2 separate regions of the Mus musculus genome follow, and region 1 is linked to region 2. Evidence: chromatin contacts called from public HiChIP or PLAC-seq data. All regions are on one chromosome and are shown on one strand. The core of a region is the stretch at or near the end of the contact, and the rest is flanking DNA. Distances in the headings are between cores, read along the strand shown.

Evidence for each region. HiChIP or PLAC-seq counts read pairs in DNA pulled down with a chosen protein or histone mark.
Region 1: an H3K27ac HiChIP or PLAC-seq map of embryonic stem cells shows a contact between it and region 2, with 4 times the contacts expected there. The contact joins two enhancer-like sites. A contact is called at or near these places in 5 of 484 Hi-C or Micro-C datasets (the N1E-115 cell line, Th1 cells, liver and 2 more), 7 of 115 datasets of contacts at active chromatin or transcription factors (T-cell acute lymphoblastic leukemia, embryonic stem cells, epiblast stem cells and 1 more) and 1 of 9 other capture datasets (embryonic stem cells).

The regions. Positions count from the first base shown.
Region 1 is chr12:77,964,889-77,971,797 of GRCm38.p6, reverse strand. No RefSeq gene overlaps it. Among named protein-coding and RNA genes, the nearest start is that of Gm24070, 150 kb to the right of the region's middle. Within about 2 kb of position 1,602, at least 41 of the 459 cell types and tissues checked have an H3K27ac peak or open chromatin away from gene starts, as enhancers often do. A contact at or near this core is called in embryonic stem cells, where this site is marked.
Region 2 is chr12:77,779,912-77,786,693 of GRCm38.p6, reverse strand. Gm35440 (a long non-coding RNA gene) reads right to left here. Exons shown (of 4, transcript XR_381711.3): 2 at 3,931-4,047; 3 at 3,087-3,179; 4 at 66-1,023. Among named protein-coding and RNA genes, the nearest start is that of Gm35488, 30 kb to the left of the region's middle. Within about 2 kb of position 5,218, at least 49 of the 459 cell types and tissues checked have an H3K27ac peak or open chromatin away from gene starts, as enhancers often do. A contact at or near this core is called in embryonic stem cells, where this site is marked.

The DNA of each region.
Region 1 (6,909 bases), core at 353-2,852, 190 kb before region 2:
AAATGGAAGTTTACTGAGAATGTTCTGCCTAGGTCCTAAGAGGCTGAAGATGACCACAAACAGCATCAGTAGGCATGAGTAAGGTGGTACTTAAGGAGAACCACATTCCCTAGGGTGTCCAGATATAAAAAGTTCTCTTTACTTTTTTGAGACAGGGTTTAATGTAGTCCAGTCTGGCCTTAAACTTGCTAGGTGGCAGAGATGAGTCTTGAGCTCCTGATAGTATTACTTCTACCTCCCAAGGGCAGATAAGAGGCATGAACCACCACAAATAGCATGACATTTTCTCTGATTAGATTCAAGCACATGTGAATAAAAACCTATTCCTTTATGTTAAGGCTTCAGGTGGATTCCAGAGGACCATCCTGGGCATGGGTGGATTTGTCCAGAAGGAGGTTCACTTGATGTCAATTGTCTTCAGACAATTTTTTTTTGCTGGTGTGAGACTTTCCTTGGGGCCTTGGGAGGAAAGGGTATGTTGTGGGCACTCCTGGCATCTCACAGCACCCAGCTTACATGCTATGTGCTTCTGGGATGAAGGTTCCCCTTGATGCAAACTTTTTGTCACCTGAAACTAGTGCTTTCGTTGGAAGGGGTTCAAGGAACTGATGTCCATCTCCCTGATGACCTTCATATGTTTTAAAATCACAGGGGGAGAACTGGGAAATACTGAAGTAAATCCATATGCTTATCCCTTCAGCATCATATTTGAGAGATACAGCAAGGGGAAGGCTCATTTTGTTTTTTTCTTCTATCAACATAAATTCTGCTCAAATATCTGGTTCAGTTTCCTTAGTAATTTATGCATTCTCAGCTCAGTGATTTTCTGCAGAACCAGCCTTTTATGAGAAACTAGAATTTTCCCGGGGAGAAAATTGCTTTCTCTGTCACTATACTCTATATTTAGTGCATAACCACCTGTGTGACACGACCTGAGATTTCACATCTAAGAGGAGGGAGATGTGCCTTGAAAGGACATCCTTCTGTGGTGGTTAAGGGCAAAAATTTGGGGGTCAGCCTGCCTAGGCTTGATCCCCACTTTTCCACTTACTAGTGACATGATCTTGGGAAAATTGCATAACCCATCTGTGCTTCAGATTTTTTTCATTATAAATTAATGATAATAATAGTATCTATATCATGAAAATTATATGAGGTAAGGAAGGGTTCAGTTTTAGTAACTGTTATTAAGATTTATTGTTTTCTCATTGAAGAGATCAATATGGCCTCCTACAGTTTTAACAGTGGATGCTAAGGTTATAATAATGTTTTACATCAGAATACCTATTTATTGCTTACAAGACTTTTCTCTGCATATTGTCCAGCAGATAAGGAAATTGAGAGCAAAGGCTGAGGCAAAGGGAAGCTGGGGATGTGGGTTTGAGCATGTGAGTTTAGTGCCCACAGAGGCCAGAAGAGGGTGTCAGATCCCTTGGAGCTAGGGTTATAAAGAAAAGGCTAGGTTGATTTCATGACAGGCTTCAAATTGGCAGTTCAGGAGACAAGGCCTAAATCTCTGTTTATAAGAACTGGGCAAGTCCAGGCAAAGTCCAGGCCTTAGAAGTTGCTCTGCAAGTTGCCTGAGGCAAGGACAATGAGTCAGCAGCAGTTTCCAGACTTCCTTAGCAACAGTTTCCAGCCCCCCAGTGCCTGGTAACTGTTCTGGAAAGTCCCTAGAGATGGAGCAGGATGAAGGTCACCTATCCGGGAATTCCACTAATGTGCTGTAAATGTGGCCTGGGAGCTCACTTGGTTATCTCTTTATCTTGGTAATTGGGAGACCCCAGCATGCTGGATTTCTGCAGCATAAAACACTCTTTGCTTTTACACACTATTTGAGTCCAGGGTATCTCTCACTCTTCGGAAAATCATGGTCCCTTAGAATAAGTATTTGTGAGCCTCCAGTTATGGTTGCCAGGAACCAAACCTGAGTTCTCTGCAAGTGCAGTACACACTCTGGAGCACCAAATCATCTTTCAGCACAAGATGGATTAGTTTTTAAGGAGAGCTGCTGAATACAGAGTTAAGTCTTCTCATCCCAAGTTTATGTCATTTCCTCGAGTGAGGATGTTATTCAGTTAGGTGTTGATAACTTCCCTCTTAAATGATCCTGCTACTGAAATCTCTCATTATATTAAGACAGTGCCACCAAAGAGCATCCACAACTGTCCCTGTCCCTTTCTGTTTATTGTTAGTAAGGTAGCAGTTGCTGCACTAACAAGCAAACATGAAAGTTTCAGTGACTCAACGCAAGTTAGGTCTGACCCAGAGCCTGTCAGTGTTCTCGACTGGGCAGCCACTCTGGGACATAGGCATCTTCCTCTCTTGGGGCCCTAACTTTCTTTCTTTCTTTCCAGGTTGAGTTGGTAAAAGGTCACTGTGGGGGTCACAGGGATATTTCTACCCATTTGTTTTTAGCCACACCAACTCAGAAGTAGCATATGTAACTTCCTCTTGCATTTCAATGGCTAATGTTAGTTGTGTAGTTCAGATAAGTGTGAGTAAGCCTGGGGTAGGGAGGCTCCAACTGGATTGTCACTTGTTGAGAACCCTCTAGAAGTCATGGATTTGTGTGGTGATCAGCTTATTGTTTCTGCCACACCCATCTGCCACTCTATCCAGTCACTGCCACTATGCCTTTATTTTGTCTCTAAAATGTCTTTCATACTCTGTTTCTATCCCCACAGCCATCACCATGGTCTAGGCCTTGCTGTCACATAGTAGTACATTATCACAGCTACTTAAGCGATTCCTCTGCTTCCATTCTTTGTACTTTTCCGTCTCTCTCACATGCCACAGCCAGATTAATCATCCAGAATTATTCTTTTAAAATGCTATATTTCAATGGCTCTATTCAACAACAATGGCTGGGTTCCTGTCTATGTAAAACACGGGGCTAGATATTGAAGAGGCTCCTACATAAACAGTGCTTGGTTCCTGAATTTAAGTTGCTTGTAGGTAGATGGAATTAACATAGTACTGTGAACTGGGGACTGAAGCAAACAGTAAGCACCTGGAGAGGAATAGCTGCGAACTTCCACTTGTTTACAAGGAGGAGATGCTAATTGCTCACAGATGGAGAACAATCAGTTAAGAAAAAAAAAAAAAAGAAACAAACAAAGCCCAAGACTTTGGGACATGGTAATGACAATGGGCTTAGTGACTGAATTTTTCAGCGAGGAACAGAGATGTGTTCTGGAAGTTGTTATTATCTGTCCCTCCTTGCTCTTGAAAAAAATTTAAAATGTAGTTAGTAAAGAGCTTGATACTCAGTTTTCTGACAGAAGTGAATTTTGAGCTAAGCTAACATTTTTGAGGTTGCAAATTATTATTAAGATTCTCCGGATGAGTTTCTGAACTTGAGTTGAGAATGAAAGAAAGACAAAAAAGATTCTGGCCTGTGTATGACTATTTCCTTCTGTATTTGATTATCTTTTGAGAGCATAGAAGAAACTCCCAACTATATTTTGGCTCAACAGTGGTCATATAATACATGATTTTTGACATTTAAGTCATACGTTTCTCAATTATTAACAATGAATATTTACGAGACTGGAGAAATAATGGCTGGCTAAGAGTACTTGTTACTTTTCCATAGGACCCAGGTTTGATTTCTAGCACCCACATGATGGTTCACAACTACCTGTAACTCCAGTCCTAGGGGATCCGGTGCCCACTTCTGGCCTTCGCAGGAAACAGGCATTTAAATAGTGTGCATACACACATAAAAAATCTTAACAAAAGTGAACTCGATACTAGTCACCATGATTTAACTAGAATGGAGTCTTTGCTTCCTAAATTTTAAAAAGACAATATAATAGATCCTGAATTTTCAAGAAGAAACAATTCAAAGACTTCTTTCTACCTTTCTTGCTGTCTCCCTGCTTTCCTGCCCGGTACTCTGCTTCCTGCTTCTGAAGTAGTTGCCTCAGGGAATAGAATCAGTGTGCAGCAGGCTTTGCCCGATGAACACAAGTGTGAGGCTTCAGCATAAATATTTAAGCCCTGGGTGGTAACTGGAAGTTCTAATCTGACAGTGCGGAGATGCCCGAAAGCCTGATTCTTCTCACCCTCATCCCACAAAGGGAAAAGCAAAAGGGTAAAAAGAGAGCTAGCATAGGGTCCAGAAATCCTGAAGGATATATCTGTGTTCATGTGGTCATTGTAGCACAACTCATAATAGCTAAGGTATTGAGGCAATATATTCACCAACAGATGCTGGACACACACACACACACACACACACACACAAAATGGAATATCATTCAGCATTAAGAAGAAGGAACTCTGGAAAGGTGATGGCTCAGCTGTTAAGAGCACTGACTGCTCTTGCAGAGGTTCTAAGTTCAACCCACACCCAGATAACAGATTATAACTGTCTGTAACTCCTGTTCCAGGGGATCCAACACCCTCACATAGACATAATGCACATAAAATAAAAATATGTAATTATTTCAAAAAAAAAAAAGAAGGAACTTTTACCATTTTGAGCACATAGATGGGTCTGGAGGATGCTATGCTAAGTAAAACAAGCCAGATGGAAAAGGATGACTATTATATGGTGCCATTTTTATGATGAATTTTAAATAGCTGGACTTACTGAAGTGGGGAGAGTAGAGTACCTGCCAGGGACTCTGGGGAGCATGAAAGATGGAGACAAAGATTTGGTTATACAAGGTAAGTCCTATGTAGTTTACAGCATAGTGTCTCTACATAATGCTACTGTAATGCATACCAAAATACACTAAGAGGTGAGTGAGGACTTGAGTGTTCTTATTACAAAAACTAAAAACAAGGTGTTGGGAGCTATTAAGACAACACTATTGTCCTGATCTCTGAATTGGGCCTCTCCCCCCACCCACCCCCTGAGAAGATAAGGGGGTCAAAAGTGGGTCACCGATGCACCGCTCTGAGAACAACCACAGATTGTTCCAGCCCTAAGTCAGCACCGGATGTCCTGACCTCAAGATGTACCCTGATACCGCCAAGTTCCTGCTTCCCCATGTAGTCACCAAAAGAAAAATTTCTGCTGCCCCATCCCTCTTGCTGAGGTGCATTTCTGCTGCCCCATTCCTCCTGCTGATAAGTACTTCCCCTTTTGCTTGTGCATTTAAACCTTAAGCCTTGCTAATACAGTGAGACCTTGATGCTACTCAGACTGCTTCCGTGTGTCGTTCATTGCACAAGGTTCTCGTCTCTCTCTACCCCCCATTTGGTTCTTAGGAGAAGGTCCCCTCGAGACCCTCGAATAACTGGACCTGCTGGACAGGTCAACAAGGGAGGAATTTTCAGAAGAAATGAGATAGATTTATTACAGAGCATGGAGCTGGTGACTTCACATGTATATTCTTATATCTATTTTCATTAAACTTATATATTAAATATGTATAGACTTTTAAATGTAAATCATATTTCAACAATGTATGCATGTGTGTGTATATGTGTGCACACGTGTGTGCACAGAAAGGGGGGGTTGGCCACCTGGAGCGTGTGTCTCTAGCTGCGTATGAATCAGAAGATGGCCTAGTCAGCCATCAGTGGAAAGAGAGGCCCATTGGTCGTGCAAACTTTATATGCCTCAGTACAGGGGAAGGCCAGGGCCAAGAAGTGGGAGTGGGTGGGTAGGAGAGTGGGTGGGGGAGCATGTGGGGGACTTTTGGGATAGCATTGGAAATGTAATTGAAATAAATACCCAATTAAAAATATGGGAAAAAAAAAGAAAGGGGGGGTTGGTTTAGGGTAGGGTAAAGGTTGTTTTACTGCAGTGTGGGTTCTGCAACACAAGGAGGTTGAATGTGAGCAAGTTAGGGAATCACTACTGATTGGCAGATACTGTGAGACAAGGGTATTTCGTTTGCACTGTGGTCTAGGTGTGTTAACTCAGACTGACCTCACGCTTGCAGCTTATTTGCCTCAGCTTCCTGGACAGTGGGATTCTAAGACTGTGTCAACATGCCTGGTCAAGGCAAGGGTCTAGAAGTTAGCTATTGAATTTTTTTCAGTCCTATTTTCCATGTTAAGTATTTCTAGGAACAAGCTAAACAATTTTGGCAATATGTATTTGGTCCTAGTAGTGTTTTTCAGAGATATAAAATTGTATCTGTTTTATTCAATATGGTTCAATTCAATTCAGTTCCGTCATTAAGTAAAGACTGAATGAAAGAATGCACAGACATACACAGAGCATTTAGAACACAGAAGGCACACAGTGAGTGTCAGTTGATATTAACTATTATTGTCTATTCATCTAGATTTCTCATTGTTATAGTTTGAATATGACATGTCCCTGCAGGCTTATAAACTAAGCATGGTCCCCACCTGGTGGCACTATTTCAGGAGGGTCTGGAAACCATTAGGAGGTGGGACCTAGCAGGAGGAAGCAGGGCATTGCAAGGTTGGTTCTTGGGAATGTCTTGACCCAGTCTTCTCTCCAACCTTGCTCTGCTTCCTGCCGTCCATGAGGTGAAGAAATGCCTCTGCCCAGTGCTACTGCAGTCGTGATGTTCTGCCCAAGCAAATGGGGCCAAGGACTGAGCTCCCTAAAACTGTGAGCCAAAATATCTTCTTTTTCCCTTGTTGTTTTTATTGGTTATTTTGGCCTTAGAAGCATAAAACTAATTTATCCTTGTTTCTTGTAGCCAAGGGAGACCCAGTGTCTCAGTATCTTTGCATATACATCATTCCCTTATCTTAGAATGGCTTCTTTCACTTTATGATATCTCAGAGAAATCCCATCCTTCTTTATGACCCTTCAATATGTATTTCTCCAGCTGGTCTTTCTGGGTCATTCCTACTGGGAAGATCTTTCTGTCTTTCAAACTACAAATTTGTTTGGTGTGCTCAATTTTGATACTTGCTGTGTTTCATTTTTACTTACGATAGTTATTAGATACTGTTCTAGTTTCATGT
Region 2 (6,782 bases), core at 3,969-6,468:
CACAAAATGGACTCCCATCCCCTCCTTCTTTTATTGGCAGGGAGATCTCAGGAGAGGCAGGACAGACATGGGTGGACTAGGAGATAGGTGTGATTAAATATGTGATGTGAGAATCCCAAATAGTCAATAAAAAGTAAATAAATGAACAGACAGACAGACAGACAGATTAACCCTACAGTCTTAATGAATCAGGGTCCCACCCTCATTTAATTCCAGTTAATTTCCTATAGTCATGTCTCTAAATCCTTTTAGGAGAGACGCCTTTGTGTCTATGGTTAATATTGGTTGAATAAATAAAAGGATGGAATGAACTTGGAAAAGACTATGTATGTTGAGATGTGGCTGTGTTTTAGTCAATGCCACGTGGATAACATTGGATCTGTGGAAAGAGCATTAATTCACAGATTCCTGTTGTTATAACAAGGTTGACGCTGCTCGGTTCTCTAAGGAAGAAAGCATTAACACATACTGGTTGACCTACATACATAAGACATGATCTAAGGATGTAACATTAGGGGCTGTTCATGTCAGTTCGTATTTTAAGGACTATGCTTACACTCATGCATGGAGGCTTTTGTTAGGGAATCTTAAGTGTAGTCATACTGACTAACATTTATTGAGCAATTGACCTACTGAATTCTTAGAGTTGCCAGAAGAAGTGAGTGTTCTTACACCCTTCTTACGGCAGTTAGTCAGAGGTTACAGTGAGCAGTAAAGACTTCAAAGTTGGCTTTTGGATGGCAATCTGCTCCATTTATCCCTGCTCAGCACCACCACCCACCTGCTACGCCAACCTAGTTCCAGCCACAAATGCCTGGAGAGTTGGTTCCATCTGTAAGGCAAACCATGAGGAGAAAACTGTGGGTTCACTTCGGTGCAGCCCCGTGTTCTGGCTTCCATGAGCCTTGGGTTTGTCTTCCTCTGGCTCTGCTAAGGTGCAGCATCAGACAGAACCGTCTTCCAGACCCAGCAGGTTTGCCAATTTGTTATTGTGCAAACAAATCCTGCCTAGTGGTGTCGTTGCTGTAATGGGAAAGAAGTGCATTCATTTCCAGTTCTGCGATGTGGGCAGACTTCTAAAGGCTCTGTTTTCCATTCACATATTAATGTCCTTCCTGCCACAGCTCCAAACGACTTCTGCTCCTAAACACGAGCCATTTTGCTCTGGCTGGGGGTGGGGTGGGGAGTAATATTTTGCTGTGCATCTTTCCAAATGAGACAAGGCTAAAGGAACTCATTCCTGTCTCGTTTCCAGGCAATACCTGAAGGAAGCTAGAAAAGATAAAAATCTAAATCCTTCCTCAATAGCACTCTCTGTTCAGCAGAGCTGATAGGAATGTACTGTATGTGGGGTGTGTGTGTGTGTATGTGTGTTGTGTTTATGTGTGAATATATGTGTATGTGTGTGTTTATGTGTGTATATGTGTGTGAATATATATGTGTATATGTAAATGTGTATATGTATGCATATGTGTATACATATGTGCATGTGTGCATGTATGTGTGTATATATATGTGTGTGTGAATATATATATATATGTCTGTGTATACATATATATGTATATGTATGCATATGTGTGTATATATATGCATGTGTGCATGTATGTGTGTATATGTATGTGTGTGTATATGTGTGTGAATATATATGTGTATATGTAAATGTGTATATGTATGCATATGTGTATACATATGTGCATGTGTGCATGTATGTTTGTGTATATATATATGTGTGTGTGTGAATATATATATATGTGTGTATGTGTGTATACATATATTTGTGTATATGTATGCATATGTGTGTGTATATATATGCATGTGTGCATGTATGTGTGTGTGTGTGTGTGTGTGTGTGTGTGTTGTATACACACAATAGAGCTATGAGATCTTAGGACCTTCCTGGAACATGATCTGTATGTTTCCTTTCTTTCTTGAAACAATACAGGTCTAAGAAGAACACAGTTGAAGATATGATGTCCTTTGTGTGCTCTTGAGGCTGAGCCAGAACACATGTTTCATAGTCTTTTCCCATTTCCCTCAAAAATCTCTAGGCTGAAGCCCTGCCATTTGGCCATCCTATATCACAAGGCTTTGGCTGATGTTCTGTCCCCCTAGTTAGACTGGTGCTATGGCATTATCTCATGCTTGAAATGGAGACAGCATGTCTTCTTGGCCTCAGTGGGTAGATTCTGTCAGAGTTAAGCTGTTGGGAAGCCAAGGGATAAAACCCCTGAATGGATCTAGGCCATCTACAGCCTCTGCCCTCCACCCACCCCCACCACCACCCCCTTTGAGAGTAAGAATGAGGACTTCCAACCCAGGAAAGGAGATATAAATGCCCTTCTCTGCCCGGACACATAGTTCATTAAAACCCTAATGTTTTAATCCTTTTTGCAGATTGCTTTTCCTGATTTATCTCCCCCTCCCTATTCTGGAAGCGAGTGACTTTCAATTACTATTATCTGAGAGGGGCTGGCTTTGTGTACATAGCCAGCGGCTGAGATGCGTTTATTATTTGCAGAGCATTTTTTTGTGCTCTCTCGCGCTTGCTACGTGATACTACTTAAAATCCACTGTGTGATCTTCACACTTTGGGTCCCATTTACTTGCAGGCATCTGGGCCTTCAGACCTGTGTGTCAACTGCCAGGCTATGAATTATTCATAGACATTCATGTTCTTGAGCTTAGAAAAAAAGTCAATTTATTTTAACGTGCGGGGTGGGCTTAAAGATGGATAGGTAATGTTAGAACTGACTTGTAAGCCCAATGCCCTGTTTACTCACACGTTATTCCAGAAACATCACTGGAAAACCTTTCTAGAACAAAAGGGCCCACCTCTTGTCCAAAGGGAACTCAAGAGTCTCACTGGGGCACATCTTATAATCTCTGAGGCTAGACATATTTTCTCTGCCTGGCAGGAATGGTCATCAATGACATTAGGCTGTATCCACGGGATGCATTCCACATTGTGATGGAACATTTTCAGATGTGGAACATGAACCAAGTTGAATTTGACGACAGAATTAAAAACAACCGTTATTATTGGGTTTTAGTCAATTGCTTGGGCCCCAAAATTTGTTTGAAGTTACCTTGCGGCCGTCGCTTGGAATCGGGCTTCTTGCTCGTCTTGGAGTTGGAACAGCACCTGGTCCTGTGGTTGATTCCGCTCACAAATGAATCAGCTACAATGTGATGACGAGGAATGCAGCATGAGAGTCAGAGAAACCAGGAGCGTGTCTGACAGGAAGCGAATATTTGGACATTAAAAAGACTACAGAGCTGTTCACAGTTGTGTGATATAGTTTAAGTGTCTTAATGTGAAAGCTCTCTGGTTAGGAAAAATCCAGCCCACACATCAGCTAATTGTCTTTGGGAAAGTTATTTAATATCTCTAAACCTAAATGGCCTCGTATGGACAGAAGGAGGAGAAAGAGAGACACAAAGGACTTTTAAATGAGATAGTCCATGTACACCAACCACCTTAAATAGGATTATTACCATAGGGTCTATGAACCAAGTCTTACAAATAAGACATTGAATGGGAGATAATTAGTAATTGGAGATTATGTGTAGCTAGATGTTCAGGGTGATTGCTAGTGAATGAAGCCATCTCCATGACAACCATGGTGTGTTTTACTTCACACCCCCTCCCCCTCCCATGGATCACCTAAGGCCCTGTTTTACTTTTTAGCTGCAAGACCCTCTGACCATTCTGAGTGCATTAATAGGATAAACAAAAAAGTTTCTTCTTTTAAAAGTAGCTTTTAGTCATTTCAAGTAATCTATGAAGGCATCCTCTTTAAAAAATCAACATTACAGAGAAGACAGACATCTGTCATTTCTATTCTCATTTTTATTCCAGAGGTAGCTCTCCCTATCAGTTAAATGAGCCTCATGCATTTTGCAATGCATTAAACATGTATGTTACCTTACCTGTAGAGAAACACACTGTGTTGTATGGTTAGGCTTTTTACATATGTCATGATAGCATGTGTCACTCCGTGGCTTCATCGTCTTTGCTCAGTCAGTAGTAGTTTCTGAGTTCTTTACCTGTCAGTACACATAATACATTATTTTAAAGTCTACCTTAAGTGTCTGGGAGCGGGCTGGTGAGATGGCTCAGTGGGTAAGAGCACCCGACTGCTCTTACCGAAGAGTCCAGAGTTCAAATCCCAGCAACCACATGGTGGCTCACAGCCATCTGTAACGAGATCTGACTCCCTCTTCTGGAGTGTCTGAAGGCAGCTACAGTGTACTTACATATAATCAATAAATAAATCTTAAAAAAAAAAAGTGTCTGGGAGCATAGCTCAGTGGCACGGTGGTGGTGTGGCTTGCATAGAGCCCCTGGTGGTGTGGCTTGCATAGAGCCCCTGGTTTCACGCCCTGCACTGCACTAAGCAAACAAAGACGTTGCTCTGTATCTGTGTTTTTGGATGAGCCGATGTACTTAGCCAGCTCCGTTTAGGCGGCCATGTAAGTCACTTCACATTTTAGTAGCTGCTGTCAAGTCACTCTACAAAGCTTGTATCCCTGACAGCAGAATATGGAAATAAGCTGGCTTAGCTTTTGTAGATGTTTTCTAGGGTTTGGGAGTCCATTTTCCTGCTTGACCATGAAACTGAGTACGTTTGCTGTGTATTTATGGGCTATTTGTACTTCTTTGTCTGTGAACTGGCATTTTGTATCTTTGCAATATTTTCCTATTAGATTTTTTCATTTCTTTTTATTAAAGAGATTCTTTATATATTCTAGATACTGATCCTATATTGAAAGCATTTTGCCCCTTTGTCTCTTAAGTTTTTATGTTTTTTTTTTCAGCCATAAAGATGTTCTTGGTGTTAACATAGTCCAATTTATTAGTCTTATATACCCTAGGGATTTTTGCACATTGTTTAGAAATCTCTATTATGACAAATCGGGGGGGGGTGTCTTCCTCAATTCTATGGTTTCTTTGTGCATCTTGGTTATTAAGGACTGAGGTGTTCTAGGCAAAAAAAAAAAAAAAAGGTCGCACACACATTTCAGGTGTCTCAACAACCCAGCTGTGACTGCCACCTTGACAGGTCAGAACTGGCCCGGCCCTCCAGGCACGCGCGATCCCAGAAGTGTCCAGCAGAGGGCGCTGTCTGAGCAGGTCTGCCAGTCTCCACTAGGGCCCCGGAAGGATTCTGTCTCACCAAAGAGAACATTTTAACTGCTCAGAAATTAGTAAATTCCAGTGAGAGAGGCTGTAGCTGAGCCAGGAAAAAGACCAGGAGCAAAGTCTGTTTCTCTGTGTACTCCACAGTGGGAAGTGAATCGGGCCAAGGGGAAAGTGTCCTGGCGGCCTCTGTGTTTTCATGGCAGCCGAGAGCGCGCAGATCAAAGCGCTCCAGCATCACAGAAGGTTTTCTCCAAGGGAAGCTTCCATGTCTGTTTAAGTCTGGTCCACACTCCTGAGATGAAAGCTCCAGTTTTACAGAGGAAATGCTATTTACTGGACAAACAACAGGCGGGATGGAGACATGTAATCCCCAAATTTAGTCTGATTTCATCAATAATTCAAAATCCTGGCTCCTTTTGCATGAGGGGTGGGGCAAAAAGAGGCCAGTGGCCAGAGGCACAGCTGACTTCAGAAGGGAAGTCCAGGAATTACCAAACAATTCGCTTCAGTACAGCTCCCTTCCAGCCTCGCCAGCGCCGCCGTGTACTGAGCTAACAGGGCTGGTTTCGTTGGCTTGTTTAGTATTGTTGATGTGGGTTCAACTGCATCATGGAACCAGAGGAGCATTGACAATGAAGCCCATAGATCAGCATAAATATATTGATCCAAATGAATGTACGATTCTGAACAAGCCTCTGTGTTCACGGGTGGGTTTTTCCTGCTTGCCACTCAGAAACTTTGAGCCTTCCTCTGCACCTAGCTGTGTGGCTGGCTCAGGAAGGCTTGGTGAGAGAGTGTGGCTCCTTTGTCTTTCAGAATCAGGGAAGCACTGGGCCACCTGAATACACAGCCCTTTTCCCCACAGATGCCTGGGAGTGTTAGAGATTTTCAGATGGGCGAGGGTTTCCATAACCCCTTTTGCCTTCCATTAACACTGCTTAGAAACAGCCCCTGCATTAATTATCTTCAGCCATTTCTTTTGAGCATACTCTTTGATCTCTGCCCCAACCTTGACTAACACAGAAACCTAGATCCATCTTAATTCCTCGTGCTTAAAACAGGTCAAATGTAGTCAATGTTTACTGTAGGTTTGGACTTCATCGTCGACACAAATAATTTGTTAAGTCCAATAGTGGCTGCTGTCTCCATGCCTTTTCCAGACACAGATCAAGACAATGTAAATATGCCTTTAAAAACCCTGCTGGGGAGGGACAGGGTATATAGCTGGGCTGGGAGAGCTTGTGTCCAGTATGTTTGATCCCTGGCATTGCTCTCGTCCCCCATCCCCACGTCCCCAATGCCATCTAGATACATCTTCTGCCATTCTCTACCATTGGTTTATCAGAGCCCCTTCCCCCAGGCTCACAGAAATGTCTCATTTGCTGTAAATAGTCTCCAATTCAGTCATAAACTTTGAAAGCAAGAACCTGGAAGCTGAAAGGATCAGAGGACCCAATTTGGAGGCCCATGATGGTCTGACTGATTCATTAAGGGAAGGCTGTAGGTAGTTGCCAGAGACGTAAATTGCATTTATATGCTGCCCTCCCCTTCAGGGAGGGGATTGCTGTCTTGTAAGCTAAACAGGCAATAAACTGCCACTCTAAGTAGGTAAAGCCATTTAGTCTTCATCTCTCCGGCA